2 separate regions of the Zea mays genome follow, and region 1 is linked to region 2. The links are chromatin contacts, called in public Hi-C maps. All regions are on one chromosome and are shown on one strand. Each heading gives the region's core, a stretch centred on a gene start, on an enhancer-like site or on the middle of the called end of the contact. The rest is flanking DNA. Distances are from core to core; before and after follow the strand shown. Region 1 holds the start of LOC100501201 (Polyadenylate-binding protein-interacting protein 10). Region 2 holds the start of LOC103653128.

What was found. Hi-C and Micro-C count contacts between places; a contact is called where the count stands out from the background.
Region 1: a Hi-C map of tassel shows a contact between it and region 2, with 4 times the contacts expected there. The contact joins the promoter of LOC100501201 here to the promoter of LOC103653128 in region 2. A contact is called at or near these places in 3 of 25 Hi-C or Micro-C datasets (ear, endosperm and tassel).

What each region holds. Positions count from the first base shown.
Region 1 is chr4:40,062,779-40,068,037 of Zm-B73-REFERENCE-NAM-5.0, reverse strand. LOC100501201 (Polyadenylate-binding protein-interacting protein 10) reads right to left here and starts at 1,659. Exons shown (of 10, transcript NM_001195986.1): 1 at 915-1,659; 2 at 661-798. The coding sequence starts at 1,274.
Region 2 is chr4:39,786,528-39,791,771 of Zm-B73-REFERENCE-NAM-5.0, reverse strand. LOC103653128 reads left to right here and starts at 1,640. Exons shown (of 1, transcript XM_008680090.2): 1 at 1,640-3,036. The coding sequence starts at 1,722. The coding sequence ends at 2,855. LOC118476896 (a long non-coding RNA gene) reads right to left here and starts at 1,017. Exons shown (of 2, transcript XR_004857718.1): 1 at 702-1,017; 2 at 46-578.

The DNA of each region.
Region 1 (5,259 bases), core at 410-2,909, 280 kb before region 2:
TGCTATATAGGTGATCAGACATCTTAGGTAAAACCAGCAACATGATATTATAGATCCTAATCGGACATGAGATGTTATGCACAAAACACATGACCAAAAGGAGAGATGCCACACTGCCGCAGATAGAAGCACGAGGAAGGTGAAATCAAGAAAGTTGAACCGAGAGGAACAATACTAAAAGCTCGTTGCAGCATAACCAAGCACATAAAAGGCAAAACAGAACAGAGCATACAGCTTTCCAGATTCCACACGGAACAAATAAGCGAGCAGCAGCAAGATAAACTAGCAGAAAGTGGTATCTACCAAAGCAGCAGCCAAAAAAGATGGTTCATTCTCGGGGCGGCAAGGCCCATGCCTCTACTGCGTAGTGGCCGTATGCTACTTCCCAACCTGCTCCCCGTGCCATATCGCTCATGACAAAACACTATCCGATCTCGTGATCTCACCCTTTTTGCCCGAGAGGGCGCACGGACAGAACCCCAAAATCTAACCGAGTAAATCATCCCGGGTAGTGCGACGAGAAAGAAAATAACAAATTGGCATCAAAGATCGATCGATCCATCGATATCGGTGGGTAGGCCTGCTAGCGGAAGAAGGGAAAATTCCCCACCGGCGCGACTTGACACGACACGGGGTGAGGGGGAGGAAATGGATCGGGACCTGGTGATCGATGTCGGAGACGTAGACGGTGCGGCGGATGGCCTCGTCCCGCTGCGCCATGCTGGTGCGGCTGTTGGTCCGCCGCCTGCCGGGGTGGCCGTGGCCGTGGCCGCCGAACCCTCCGGCTCCGTCCTTCTTCTGCAGGCAGCAGCGAGAAGAGCGCATCACGACAATCGTCAGCAGGAGACATCGGAAATGGGAATCGATGCGAGCAGGGGGGAGGGGCAGGACCAAATCAAGGGGGACGTTCTTACCATGCCGCGTCCGGCGTGGGCGTCGGCGACCGCCGGGAAGCTGACGACGCCGCGGTGGCCCGGCGAGGCGACCGCGAAGCCGGCGTTGACCGGGTAGAAGCCGTAGGCGGCTGGGGAGAGCGGCGCGGGCGTGAGGGCCCCGTGCCCGGCCCCGGCGCCGGAGATGGGGGAGGCGAGGGAGGGAGGGACGAACTCCTCGGCCATGGGGTTGAGCTTGGAGAGGAGGTCCTCCAGATCCCGCATTTCGCGCTCCCCGGCGTCGGCGGCGGCGCCCGGCGCCTCCTCCTCGCGCGGTGGCGCGGTGTGGTCGGCAGCGGCAGCGGCAGCCGCAGCGGCAGCGGCAGTCTCGACGATGGCCATCGGAGTCTGTCGGGGAGCGGCCGGGGAGGAGGATAGCGGAGGTGAGGGGGAGGGTTCTGTGGTGGGGGTCGCAGGCGACGAGGCGGAGGCCGGCGCGATTATATGTAGAAGCAGGCAGACAGGCAGCGGAGGTGGATCGGCGCAGGGGTGGTTCGCAGGCAAGCCAGTGGGTGGGTGGGTGGTGGGTCGACTCGTCGCGGAGATGATGCCTAGCTAGACGCTCATCGGCGGGTCGGTGGCGCTGGCGCGCCTGCGACAGCAGCAGCAGGCGACGGCCAGCAAGGGGAGGGGGAGGACGGCAAGGGAGGGGGAGGATGTGCGCCTGCGCCTCTTTCGTCCTCGGTCAGACAGGCTCCCCTTTGCCTTTTTTTTTTCGGTACGCTGGTGTAGTGGTGTGATTAGAGATGCAATGCGTAAATACACACTGATTATTACTGCCTCATATATATATATATATATATATATATATATATATATATATATATATATATATATATATATATATATATATATATATATATATATATATATATATATATATATATATATATATAGGGTCACCTATATACACTGATGGATATGGATTTACCTCTATACCCATACTTATATGAATATGGGTCACCTATCGGGTCATCCGTACCCACAAAAATTAAACATCTACCAAAATTTCACATTATACAAATGTCAAGTATATCCATCTAATTATCATTACAAAAACTCTAGCAACATTTAACCATCCATTCAACACACCAAAAATAATTGGATAAAGTAGTAACACTAGAATAGTACTACATAGCACATTACATGTTTTATTACATGGTCATTAAATTGTCATTAAGACTTCTATGACATTATAGCCTAAAAGATTGTTAAATAGTAAAAAGGATGGATGACTAAAGTCTAAATTCATGCTTGGGCTAAGTTTATATTGGGTATTTTATACCCACGGGTTAACGGGTATGGGTGAAGGTGGAACGTTCTAATACCCGTTTATCCATTGGGTGAAGATTTTTGCCTAATAATAGACACACAGATAAAATATTCAGCCATATACATACTCTAATGGAGTAAATACCCATCGGGTATCGGGTCACGTGTATCTATTGCCATCTCTAGGTGTGCTGCCTCACTGTGATGTGGATGGTGCTGCGTTTGATCCTCTCCTACCGTGCGCCGGGTGGCCCGCTCGCGTTTTCGCCAAGAGACCCCTCCTTGCCTCCTAGGACCCTCATGTTTTCTAATACCATCTTCAAGAGGCTAGCTAAATGACACGATAAATAAAAAATTAGTTATTTAATATTAAATAACTTTCCACAGACTAGCCATCTGACTCGTCAATCTATCTGACTCTCCAAATTAGCTATTTCACTAGTAAAATTTAGCGAGCCACTTGACTAGCCAAACTAGATAGATAGTATGTTGAATTGAGATGCTACATATAAAATGTAATCTTTATTAAAAGACAAATAGATAGTTAAATATAGAGCAAAAAAATAAGAGTCTATTGGATATGCTCTAAGGGCCATGCGATTTATCCATTCCAGCTGAAAGGATCACGATGCCCAAGAGGGGGGTGAATTGGGCTTTTCTAAAAATCAACACTAATTAAAACCTAAGCAAGAGCTAAACAAGAGCCCAACTTCACCCCAACAACTAGCACTAAGAATATAATACTAGAAATGTAACAAAGCTAAGATAATACTTCAAATACTTGCTAAACAAATACACAATGTAAAGTGCTTGAATTAAGTGCGGAATGTAAAGCAAAGTTTAGAAGACTCCTCCAATTTTTCCCGAGGTATCGAAGAGTCGGCACTCTCCACTAGTCCTCGTTGGAGCACCCGCGCAAGGGTATCGCTCCCCCTTGGTCCTCGCAAGAACCAAGTGCTCACTACGAGATGATCCTTTGCCACTCCGGCGCGGTGGATCCCTCGAGACCGCTTACAAACTTGAGTCGGGTCACCAACAAGATCTTCACGGTGATCACCGAGCTCCCAACGCCACCAAGCCGTCTAGGTGATGCCGATCACCAAGAGTAACAAGCCGTAGACTTTCGCTTGACCAAGAGAAGCCTAATGCAAGTGGTGTGTGCTCTAGGTGGCTTTCACTAGCGCTAATGAGGAACAAGCGCGGATTATGATTCTCTAATCTCCTCACTAGGCTTTTGGTGCTTGCAATGCTCTACCAATGTGCTGGAATAAATGTGGAATGCAAGACATTGAATATGGTGGGTGGAGGGGGTATAAATAGCCCTCACCCACCAACTAGCCGTTACAGGCAATGTGCTGCGCGATGGCGCACCGGACAGTCCGGTGCGCCACCGGTGCGCCAACGGTGCGCCACCGGTGCGCCAACGGTCACTTCCAACGGCTAGTTCTGACAGCTAGCCGTTGGACTCATGGCGCACCGGACAGTGAACAGTCCACTGTCCGGTGCACACCGGACAGTCCGGTGCGGTGTCCGGTGTGCCACTAAAATTCATCTCCGAAGGCTGCGCTCTCGGGTTTCTGCGACTGGGAAGACTCTGCTGTGGACCAGCCTGGCCCCACCTGGCAGAGGGTGCACCGGACAGTCCGGTGCACACCGGACAGTCCGGTGCCCCTAAGCCAGCAACACTAAGTCTTGTTTTTCAGCTGATTTTCAAATCGGTTTTCGCTCTAACTTGTGTGTGAGTTCTAGAGTGACACCTAGCACTGTATATGAGTGTGATTGTGCACCAACACTACACTAGAATTCTCTTGGTCAAACTACTCATCGACAACCCCTCTTTATAGTACGGCTAAAAGAGAATAAAAGACCTAACTAAATCGCGAGTGTCCACATCTCCTTGACACTCGGACTCCGTAGACCTTCACCTTTTGTTCCGTCGTTTTAGCCGTCGCTTCGAGTTCTTATCTCCGGGATTGTTTTCACCGTTGTAGTACTTCTACCTGTCATGCGACCTAACTTACCATTTGTCTCTGCAAAACATACGTTAGTCACATAATATTATGTTGTCATTAATCACTAAAACCAACCAGGGGCCTAGATGCTTTCAATCTCCCCCTTTTTGGTGATTGATGACAACCCTACAAGTTTTGTGAGAGTAGTTTGTTTTGAAGATTCTGTCAATAGAAAGAATGGTTAGTTATACTCAGTAATCTTTGACAGAAAGAATGTGTACCATAATAAAAAGAGTGAGCGCATACACATCATAAGATTCTTGTTCATATAAAAGAGAAGGTAAATTAATGAAACAAGAGCTAGAAGACTAGTGATATAATATAAGGTGAAAACATAATACACACAGTCAATCATACGCAACGAGAGTATATGACGAGTTTGTGAGCCAAAAACACCAAGCTAGTACAGAGAGTAGCAGGCACATATATTACATCAAAATGACTCTGACTCTCTACTAACTCTCTAACTCCCCCTAGCTCTCACAACTCATATCTCTCCCCCTTTGGCGTCAAACACCAAAAGGGACCTGAACCTAAACGCCTGAAGCAGGAGGAGGCGGCGGAGGCGCATCCGGTCGAGGTCGAGGTAGCAGAGCAAACGCCGACGGAGGGTCAGAGTCAGTCTCGGATCCAGGATCTGCGGTAGAAGCTGGAGCTGGTACTGACTCGGACTGCGGCCGCGCAGCAGGAGCTACCAGAGCAGAAGCGGTCACAGATACTGCCACAGCGGTAGTGGTAACAGCAGATGCTGGTGGCACAGACGGCTGCGGACAGATAGAGCTGAGAACCGGAGAGGTGAATGCCAAAGTGACCGGCCGGAGCGGAGAGGTACCAGCAGGGGGTCCAGATAAGATCGAAGGCACCACTGGAGCGTGAAGCGGAGGAGGCGGAGCAGACTGAACCGGAGGTGCTGAGATACCAGAATGCTGAAGCATGAGGGCCATGAATGCCCTATTCTCTGCCCTATCCTGAAGTAGCTGCTGCTGAAACGCATCCTGCCTGTCCTGCATGGTCTGAAACATCGAGAGCATCCTCTCAGATAA
Region 2 (5,244 bases), core at 391-2,890:
CTCCTGGGCAAGTAGATCCAACGGGGAAGTGGAAAGAGTGCAAGCAAAGTTTAATGTGGGATGGTAATTGCTCTGTTAATCTGGCCTCTCAAGGGCACTGTACGGGGGTATTTATAGGTACCCGAGTGTCCAACGTCCCAAGACAAGGATGTTTATGCCCTCGGATACCCGGACTATCCCTATAATATTCTCATAAAAGGAGGTTACAGACCGTTATTACAGAAAAGCTATTACAGATGAGGCCCGTAATATGCTTGTCCACGCGGGGCCCGTTACAGACTTACAGTGGGCCAAATTCCGCGTGGGCCTCCGGGCGAGACGAGGACGCGGGACTAACAGACTACGTCGGAGTCTGAATCTGGCCTTCGTCTTGCGATGGAGATGACAAAGGGCAACTGCGCCGACCATCTCGCCTTCGTTGGTGCAGCGAAACGACGAAGGCTTCGCGTGAAGGGTAGCGTCTTCGCCTTCGCCTCAACAGACTCCATCCTCAATTATATTTCATAAGAATAGATCTACTTCGTTATTCAGCTTCCAAAGGAGGATGACTGCTGTCAAGTACCTGAATACACGTAGACCTGGTTTGATAGACTGAAAAAATGAGTTGACATACCAACTTAAAGTAGTCTACACAAACCTGGGGCACACAACTAACAGGATTGAACATGGGGATTTCGTGTCATGACAGAGAAGAGACTCACCCACCGTATCTCGGCGGAAGGTGCCACCTTTCAGCTCCAGAACGCCCAAGGAGACCGTAGATCTATGAGAAGTCTGGTGCGCATGCCAATCATGAGATCTAAGGCGCAGGCATGGCACGCGCTGTCTCTGATCCGGGAGGAGATGAGGAACGCCGCCGCCTTCGTCTTTGCTCTCTGTGGCACAGAAACATGGCACGCCCTGACTCTGGCTCTGGCGCTGGCTCTGGCTCTGACTCTGACTCTTGCTCTGGTCGGGGAAGAGGAACCCCCGTCGCCATTTTCGTCTTTGCGCGGTTAGGGGGAAGAAGTATCTATCTTGTTGTCGTTCCTGTTTCGCTTGCTAGGATGACGTAGCATACAGACACGTGGGCCCGTCACCGTCTCACGGTACGTCGGTCTCAGGTTTGGGCTTCCCTGCTCCTTTTGTCTACATCCGTAATGGGCCCACGGATCCACGTCAATCTGGCCCTGGGCCGGCAAATATTTGGCTATACGAAAGCCGAAGCCGCCGGCGCATGCGCTGCGCCACCACCTTCCTCGCTCGGTCCAGCGCGAGCTTGAGCTCCAGCTCGAACACTCCTCGTTCACGATGGACGCGACCCACTGCGGCAGACAGGTCCATGCCCGTCAGCAGCTCCAGGACGATAACGCCCAGGCTTTGATTTCAGAGTTGTTATTTTATTAGGTGGTTAATTACAAACAAACCGCTCCTAATTTGTTGGATGGTAGTTTCGCGCGGTTGTTTGGGCGAACCAGCTACCTGGCTCCGATTCGAGCGGAGGAGCCAGATAGCCTCTCATCTCATCGCCCAGGCTCATGATTATATTATATTATATATAAGCGAGCCAGATAGCCTCTCATCTCATCCCGTGCTATCTCATCTCATCTCGTAGCACAGGCACAGCACCTCTGCGTCTCAAGATTAGAGATCGATTAGCAGGGCGAGACGGCGAGTTGATAGTGCTTATTATTCGATTCGACGACCCAATCTGATCTAGCTGGTGACCACCTACCACCATCATGTGCATCATGTTGATGAACGACGGCCACAGCGGCAGGGCTAGCATCCAGCCACCGCCGCAGGTCCTCGCCTCTGTTCCCTTGCTCGTCTACGAGTACGAGGATGCTGCCGCTGTTGATCCAGCAGACGACTCTGCTCCTACCGCCTTCAAGATGCTCATGTATAGCCTGCCTGAGCGGAGCATCGTCTACACGCACGACAATAGGCCTCCCATGATGATGGAGGGCAACTTCTGCTTCACCACGCCTCAAGGATGGCTGGTCATCCTTGGACAAGAGTCGGAGGCCTCTATGTGGCATCCGCTCACCGGGGAGACCATCACCCTGCCACCCATACACGACATCCCCGTCACCTGTAAGTGCCTCCTCACCCACAGCTCCGTCGCCCACCCGGACTGCGCCGTCGTTCTCCTCGACGTCACCGACCCTCTCATGTGGTTCTGCCGTGTCAATGGAGAGGCTGATCGGAGGAGGTGGGGGCAGCACGCCTACGACATTGGTGACTACTTCTTCCCCGAGGAGTTCCGCACCCCCACTACGCCCACCAAGAACGTCATCCATGACGTCGCCGCGCTCGGAGGGAAGCTGTACTTTCGCTTCACGGAATCAGATCAGCACAAGATGGGCGTCGTCGACTTGGACTTCCCGTCTGATCCTGGCCATCCTCCCACCGCAGTGTTCGATGAGTTTGATGTCTGTGCAGAGTTCGACCTCGTTCCCGAGGGCATTTGCGCTGCTTGCATCCACTTGGTAGAGTCCATGGGCGAGCTTTTGGCTATCTGCTACTACTACGTGGATTTCGATCCCACCAATATTAGCTCAGCTCGTATCTTCAAGATGGAGAAAACCTACGACGACGAGGACGAGGAACTTGTGGCCTGGCGCCCGGTGGATGATGTTGGGGACAGGGCTTTCCTATTGACAGGCACCAACATGGCAACTTGGTGCTATGCAAGCACCAATAATCTTAGAGGGAACACCTTCTACTTTCTGGCCCACTTAGTATCTGGTCACAGGGATCTATGCATCTATGATGTCCAGAAGCAGACTATGGAGGTTGTCCAGGTTCATGATTATGAAGATATGGAGATCGTGCGCACAATGCCATACTGGATTAATGTACCTCCATGTTAGTATTAGCCCATTAGATTATATTTTATTTTAATTACTATAGCTTGCTCCTACTATTACATAGTACCTTTTTATTTAGTATACCTTGCTGCTACTACTTAGTATATTTGATTCAATAAAAATGTAATTTGCTCCGATTTTTAGCACTGTTCGTGTATGGATGGCTGAGTTGGATGTATGGATGACCCGAATATATGGTTGACATTATTACTTCTAAAATATTGTTGAATGGATGTTCACAATAAAATTTTCTTATGATTCAATGTATTAATATGTCTAATACCGCTTGAATCCAATAAAGATACAATTCGTCCTGGAATTGGCGTGTTTCAAATCAGATTAGTAAAAGGGTGCTCTGAAATCATGCATTCTCCTCTAGAACGAGCAACTAAGGTTCGGTCAGGCACCTAAAAGTGAATCCATACCCATACCCAAGAAAGATTCAATATAGAAAAATACAATCCTTTTCTTTTCTGTATCTCATACCAAAACATAATCAAATATATTTTTTCTTATCTTTTTATCGTTCCTGTCAATGTCACCATGTTTTTTTACGTCATGAACCCCCCATCATATCCCATATAGAAAAACACAATCAAATTACACGCAACTATACCATTCATAAATGTGCCTTGAAATAAAATTCTCATCATGTTTTTTTCCTATGTCATAAAAAAGCCCATCATATTCAATATAGAAAACACAAAGTCCATGCAAGTATAACTTTTCCAAGTGTGAGTTGAAACAAAATTCTCGATGCTTAGAAGTTCACATACTGTATATTGCTAAGATATATTTTTCCTCGCGAGGTCATCCGATTTCCATTCCACAAAAAGGAAGTACAAGAGAGTTTTAGAACGGCAAAAGAAGAGGAGGTTTAAACAGAAATGCTATCCTATTACATCAACTAATGCTCTGCGGCGTCACAGTCCAGTCGTCGACAACATTAAAATAGAGAAAAGCGGCAGATAAGTTTAAACCTGAAACAACCTCGATATGCCTCCTAGCGATCCACTCATGTTGGTTGATTCTTGTCCTCCTCCAGTAGGTTGCCACTAGTCTTCTCCTACTGCACATTCTCTTCATGTTGTAGTGCTACCAGTATTTCCTGTTCTACCTTCAATAAACGCTTCACGCTCCATTTCTTTGAAGAGACATGTACAATATCTTATCAAAGCACATGCCAGACGAAGAATCGCAATAGAATTTGACACTTCTTTTCACACCACACCATTTTTAACACTAGGACACCAACTTCAAGTGTTCATCTTCCACAGAGCTTATACATAGATTAGGCACTTACATGTAACCAAATGGTGTGTCCATTGGTATGGATGCGTCGTACAATTGTCTCCTAGGATTAGATACTCATTCGTTGCACCCCTTCCCGTGTATAAATATGTACAAAGATCAATAGAAATGACACTTTTTCCATTCTCTACTTTTCACTTTACATTCTAGCTTTCTACACGTTATCATGCACGTAATTGAACACCAAAAGTGGCGACGGTATCATGCAGAGTTCGACCTCATTCCCGAGGGCATTTGTGCTGCCTCCATCCACTTGGTAGAGTCCATGGACGAGCTTTTGGCTATCTGCTACTTATACATGGATTTCGATCCTACCAACATTAGCTCAGCTCGTATCTTCAAGATGGAGAAAACTTGTGGTGACGAGGAACTTGTGGCCTGGCACCTGGTGGATGATGTTGGGGACAGGGTTTTCCTCTTGACGGGCACCAACATGGCAACTTGGTGCTATGCATGCACCAATAACCCAAGAGGGAGCACCCTCTACTTTCTGGTCCACTTAGTAGCTGGTCATAGGGATCTATGCATCTATGATGTCCAGAAGCAGACTATGGAGGTTGGTCAGGTTCACGACCACGAAGATCTGGAGATCATGCACACACAGTCATACTGGATTAATGTACCTCCGTGTTAGCCTTAGCTCATTGCATTTTATTTAATATAGCTTGCTGCTACTATTACTTAGTATATTGATTCAATAAAAAATGTAATTTGCTCCGGTTTTTGGCACTGTTCGTATATGGATGGCTGAGTTGGATGTATCATGTATGGATGACCTGAATGTATGGTTGAGATTATTACTTCTAAAATATTGTTGAATGGATGTTCACAATAAAATTTGTTATGAGTCAATGTATTAATATGCTAATATTGCTTGAATCCAGTAAAGATACAATTGGTCCTGCATTGGCATGTTTGAAATCATATTAGTAAAAGGGTGCTCCGAAATCATACATTCTCCTCTACGGTCAGGCACCTAAAAGTGAAACCATACCCATATGCAAGATAGATTCAATATAGAAAAATATAATCGTTTTCTTTTTCCTGTCTCATACCAAAACATAATCAAATCAATTTTTCT